Linked DNA regions of Mus musculus: region 2 is linked to region 1. A link is a contact called in public promoter capture Hi-C data. All regions are on one chromosome and are shown on one strand. Each heading gives the region's core, a stretch centred on a gene start, on an enhancer-like site or on the middle of the called end of the contact. The rest is flanking DNA. Distances are from core to core; before and after follow the strand shown.

Region 1 (2,700 bases), core at 187-2,686:
GCATGGTGGTACATGCCTTTATTCAGAGTACCAGGAACAAAGACGATCCCAGTTCTCAATCAGTCTGTTCTACATAGACTGTCTCAAGAAACAACAGTACCCCAGGGAAATTTGCCTGATAGTTCTTACCAGGCTTGCCCCACACAAGTTCCTACACCAGGAACCTACAGGTTTCCTTTAATGCCCCAGACTCCCTCTGGCCAAACCCAACTCTGGGCCAGACTTGATATGACTCTTATTTTCTTTTTTGAGACAGTGTCTATATAGTTCTGAAACTTGCTTTGTTGTATATCAGGCTGGATTTGAACTCACAGAGTTACACCTACCTCTGCTTCCTGAATGTTGGATTAAAGGGATGCACTATTACTCTTTGATTTCATGATTCTGTACCCACTCCAGTAGTGTTGCAGGTGACTTCTAGCTTGTAGTCAGTTCTCCATAAGACCAAGGCCCTTCCCAGGTCCCACAAACTGGCCAGTCGCCAGGCTTGGTTTTCACCAGCCTTGAGCCTCAAGCCACTGCCATGCTTCTCCTACTCACAGGCATTATTAGGCACTAGGAGGACCCAGCTGCCTAGGGAGAGTAGAATTAAGGAAGCTGTTAAGAATTAATAATGGAGAGAAAGTACCCAAGGAGCTAAAGGGATCTGCAACCCTATAGGTGGAACAACATTATGAACTAACCAGTACCCCGGAGCTCTTGACTCTAGCTGCATATGTATCAAAAGATGGCCTAGTCGGCCATCACTGGAAAGAGAGGCCCATTGGACTTGCAAACTTTATATGCCCCAGTACAGGGGAACGCCAGGGCCAAAAAGGGGGAGTGGGTGGGTAGGGGAGTGGGGGGGAGTGTATTGGGGACTTTTTGGATAGTATTGGAAATGTAAATGAGGAAAATACCTAATTAAAAAAAAAAAGAATTAATAATGGGCCGGGCATGGTGGCTCACGCCTTTAATCCCAGCACTGGAGAGGCAGAGGCAGGCAGATCTCTGAGTTCAAGGCCAGCCTGGTCTACAAAGTGAGTTCCAGGACAGCCTGGGCTATACAGAGAAACCCTGTCTCGAAAAAACAAACAAACAAAAAATTAATAATGGATAATTATTGGTATTTTGTTTCATAAGAGTGAGACCGACCCCCCCCTCCCCGCCCTCCCGCCCCCCCCCCCCCACTACTTAGCCAGCAGCTCTGTGATGTGTTGGCCAGGCAGAATAATCCTTAGTGAATGAATGTCCATTTCTGGCGGTCCCAGGTTGTGGGCTCCGAGGACGACACACACGGGAAAGTACTTAACGACACACTGATCATTCATCCAAACCCAGAACACCAGGAGCTAAGTACACAGCCCAGGGAACCTGGAGAAAGATGAACGCCTCGCTAGGGCCCCGCCCCCCAGCACACCTCCTAGCATGCCCTGCGCCGCAGCCTGGGTGGGACTTCCGGTGCAAGCCTACTGACTTCCGCGACTGCTAGAAGCATGATCTGCGTGTGGTCGCCCGGGCGATGATGCCAGCTGTGAAGTTTGGAAGGGATGCCTAGAAGGTGAGGATTGGCGGGCGGCAGGTAGCAGGCGTTGTGTCCAGGAGGGGCAGGGCAGCCAGCACGGGGAAACCGAGGCGTGGCGTGGCCGCGACATTGCTGGAGTGGAGAGCCCGCGTCCGGAGCCCAGCCGAGGTCCCCTAGCTGGTGAGATGCAGGACCGGATTTGCTCCGTGCTGTGCTCCGAACCGCTGCTCTAACCGGTTGCATGCGCTGCAGCACCACCGGCCACCCCTGGCTTATCGAATCCAGCCACTAAGGGTGCATTGGACCCCAACTGCCTTGCCCGGTTAGGCCTTAGAAGGGACAGGCAGCAAAGTGTCTCTGATGTCATTAAAGGCGGACCGTGGCTCCCAGCTCAGGACTTGAAAACGTGACTTTTTCTTCCTTTATGTGGGCGATGCTGTGGGAGGAGATGGAATTGCTGCTGCCTCAAAACACGTTACTCTTTCGTTGGTGGCCAAGCATCCAGTGGCAATGATTATTGCTACATCTGTAGATCCCGCTGTTTCTAGCCAAGTTGGTTGACAAACGTTCCCTGTATAAGTAATTGGAATGTCGTTGAAGGGGATTTTGTTTTGTTTTGTTGTAGTCAGTTAAGACTGCTGTCAACAACTTAGTAGGAAGAAATCAAACAGGATGTTTTTCTTCATTTCTGGCTCTGGGTGTGAAAATGTGTTTGATAATTTTGTTTGAAACAGTATCTCACTAATGGTTTGAAATGCAGAGATCCACTTAGTTATGCCCCCCAAGTGCTGGGATTTAAATTATGTGCCATCACACTCAGCTCTTTGTTTCTTTATTTTGGTTTTTGGTTTTTTGGGTTTTTTTTTTTTTTTTTTTTTTTGGGCGGGGGGGGGGGGGGTGGATTTTCCGAGACAGGGTTTCTCTGTATAGCCCTGGTTGTCCTGGAACTCACTTTGCAGACCAGGCGGGCCTCGAACTCAGAAATCCGCCTGCCTCTGCCTCCCAAGTGCTGGGATTAAAGGCCTTTGCCACCACGCCCGGCTCTTTATTTTGTTTTTGAAGACAGTTTCTTTTAGAGCTCTGGCTGACCTGGAACTCACTCTGTAGACCAAGCTGGCCTCAAACTCAGAGATCCCCCTGCCTCTGCCTCCTGATTCCTGGGATTAAAGACGTGTGTCACTATACCCGACTTCTAC
Region 2 (2,700 bases), core at 113-2,612, 480 kb before region 1:
CAGAGACCTGCCAGTGGTTTTTGGGAGATTGGCCATTCTCTCTGGTGCCCTCCATCAACCGGTGTGTATCTTCTTTACCATGGTCTCAGGCAGAACTGGGTCAGGATATGTCATCAGAATATTAATTAGCCCCACTGGTCCTAGGACCATTTATCATTTGTTAGGCAGACAGGTGAGCACCCTGGCAGTGGAGGACAGCAATTTGTAGGGAAAGCCAAATAGCCTGTAGGAGAGCCAAGAATCTTTTCCTTGTTTTTAATGTCCTTTTACCCAGCAGTGAGAATCTCTCTCTCTCTCTGCCTCTCTCTGTCTCTCTCTGTCTCTCTCTCTCAGTCTCTGTCTCTCTCTTTCTCTCTCTCCCTGTTCCCCTACCCCCACGTGTGTGCGCAAGCTCCATAGATCATGCAGTGTGCATGCCCAGTAGTAAAAGCACGACGACTGTTCATGTACATGGCGGTCGACTTTACTTTTCCTCATCTAAAAGCTTGGGGCAGATCAATCAGTTCTTAGCCTTTTTTTTTTTTTTAAAGATTTTATTTATTATATGTAAGTACACTGTAGCTGTCTTCAGATCTCATTATGGGTGGTTGTGAGCCACCATGTGGTTACTGGGATTTGAACTCAGGACCTCCAGAAGATCAGTCAGTGCTCTTAACTGCTGAGCCATCTCACCAGTCCCAGTTCTTAGCCTTTTGATTGATAGAAAAAATCATGTGTTAGGCTAATACATTAACACTTTTTTGTTGTTACAAAGATATTAGTTCAGACAGAGAGGTGGATAAATAATGGCTATTAAGGAAGGTGACATTAGCCCAAGGTAAACTGTAATTAGACTGGTATGGCGACAGTCTTACTTCTCCATCATTAGTCAGTTAGCCTTGTAGAAGGTACTTGGAAGGTTTAGCTTCTTTCGAGGGAACTTTGGTTCACATGACGTTTTTCTAGATTAAGTTGACAAGATTGAGAGATGGAGACAAGATCTATGTGAGTTTAAGGACAGCATGATTTACATAGTCAAGTTTAGGCCAGCCTTGGGATACATGACATCTTGCAGAGAGGTACAGAAATAAAGAGATGGCGTGAGAGAAAAGACTGGAAAAGATGAGGGGGAGGAAGAGGAAAGGCAGAGGAAGGAGAGGGGGGAGGGAGAGAGAGGAGGGAGAGACAAAGCAAGCTGAAGAAGACAGTGGGACAGACTTGAGGACCATAGCAAAGTCAGGTTAGAGCATGACAGCAGAGGAGAATCACCCACAGTCCCTGTGATGTGACCTGTGGTTGGAGATACCTGTCTGAGGACACTTGGTTCCTGTACACACGCCTGGGCAAATCAGAAGTCTGCCAGAGTTCTTCCCCGCCCACAGGTGTTCAGAGCTGTGTATTATCTCCCCTGGGGGTGAGTTCTCCTGTGTGCCTGAGACCTGGCCTGTGCCTAACAGCTTGCTGCACAGACACTGAACCATCCTGGGTTCTGACATGAATCTCAGAGGTGAGCTGAGGAATAAGGGGCTGGCTGTGGGCACCCTCCATCGATTGTCTACCATCTGGACCGGGCTTCTTTGCTGCTGGGGTCAGAGGCTCAGATGGGGCAGGGCCAGGCAGGCTGGGCTGGGCTGGCAGGAGCCCCGAGTGTCCCTGGATCTGTGTTTGTGCATGAGTACTGTCAAAAGGTGGGTAAGTGGGGCCAGAGTCACAGTGGAAAATTCTGATCTGACTAGGCAAAGCTGCTGAGGGAGGGCACTGAATGTACGTGATCTGTCTGCCCTTTACTGGACATCCTCTTCCCCACACGCTAGCTATTCCAGAACACAGGTGGTGGTCAGTGGCTATGAATCAGGCCCTGCAGGAGCTCCTAGGAGTCCAGGCCACCTGTGGGGAGAAGGGGAAGGAGGCCAAGGGCAGGAGACTCCAGGTGGCTGAGTCCAGTAATCCTGCAGGGCTGGAGGGAAGGGGTGACTGGGAGGAAGGGTGGGGTTGGCTCCCCAGCCCTCACCTGGTCAAGCTAGGGTCAATTCAATAGCAAAGAAATATTCTTAGTACTACACAAAGAAACACACAAACAAAGCAAAATTAATCCTGGAAGAGAATTTCTTTTTGCCAAAAGTGTGTGCTACCTGTGAGGAATACAAGAGAGTACAAAGTCCACTTAGTTTCTATTCTAGTTTTAGTGGTGACTGTGCCTCACCCCATCCGTGGGCCCGGATCTTACAGACTGACACCATTGTCTAAATCCTAGTCAGCACAAAGGTGACCAGCAAGATTGACTCCCCAGGCATGAACACCGGAATATTGACCCTTGATGGCTCAAGACCCTCGACAGTGCAAACTCACTTTTCACTCTCCATCCTTTCTTCCTGTGGTAAAAATACATAAAACAAAATAACCATCTGAAACATTTTCCCCATAACAAAGAAGATAGAGTTTTCTTATTTATTTTTGTGTGTGATGTGTACATGTGAACATGTACACATTGGCATGCGCGAGGGGATCAGTGGGAACTCTGTGGAGGAGCTTTTCTTCTAACTCCTGGGTTCCCGAGCTCAGGCCCAGGTTGTCAAGCTTATGCAGGAAGGAAGGCTCTACCTACTATGCCATCTTATGGCCAATCTTAGCAATTTTAAGTAAAAAGTTCAGCATCTTTAAATACATTCATTTTAAGTAGGACTGCACAACTTTCTATTCTGGTGAATTTGGAGGGGGAGG

Evidence for each region. Promoter capture Hi-C pulls out the DNA fragments that hold promoters and counts their contacts.
Region 2: a contact with region 1 is called in a promoter capture Hi-C map of the SN4741 cell line, with 4 times the contacts expected there. The contact joins the promoter of Abo here to the promoter of Snapc4 in region 1. A contact is called at or near these places in 2 of 39 promoter capture datasets (the SN4741 cell line and neutrophils).

Annotation. Positions count from the first base shown.
Region 1 is chr2:26,379,389-26,382,088 of GRCm38.p6, reverse strand. It overlaps Snapc4 (small nuclear RNA activating complex, polypeptide 4), which reads left to right and starts at 1,436. Exons shown (of 23, transcript NM_172339.4): 1 at 1,436-1,540.
Region 2 is chr2:26,863,657-26,866,356 of GRCm38.p6, reverse strand. Abo (ABO blood group (transferase A, alpha 1-3-N-acetylgalactosaminyltransferase, transferase B, alpha 1-3-galactosyltransferase)) reads left to right here and starts at 1,362. Exons shown (of 6, transcript NM_030718.5): 1 at 1,362-1,486. The coding sequence starts at 1,474.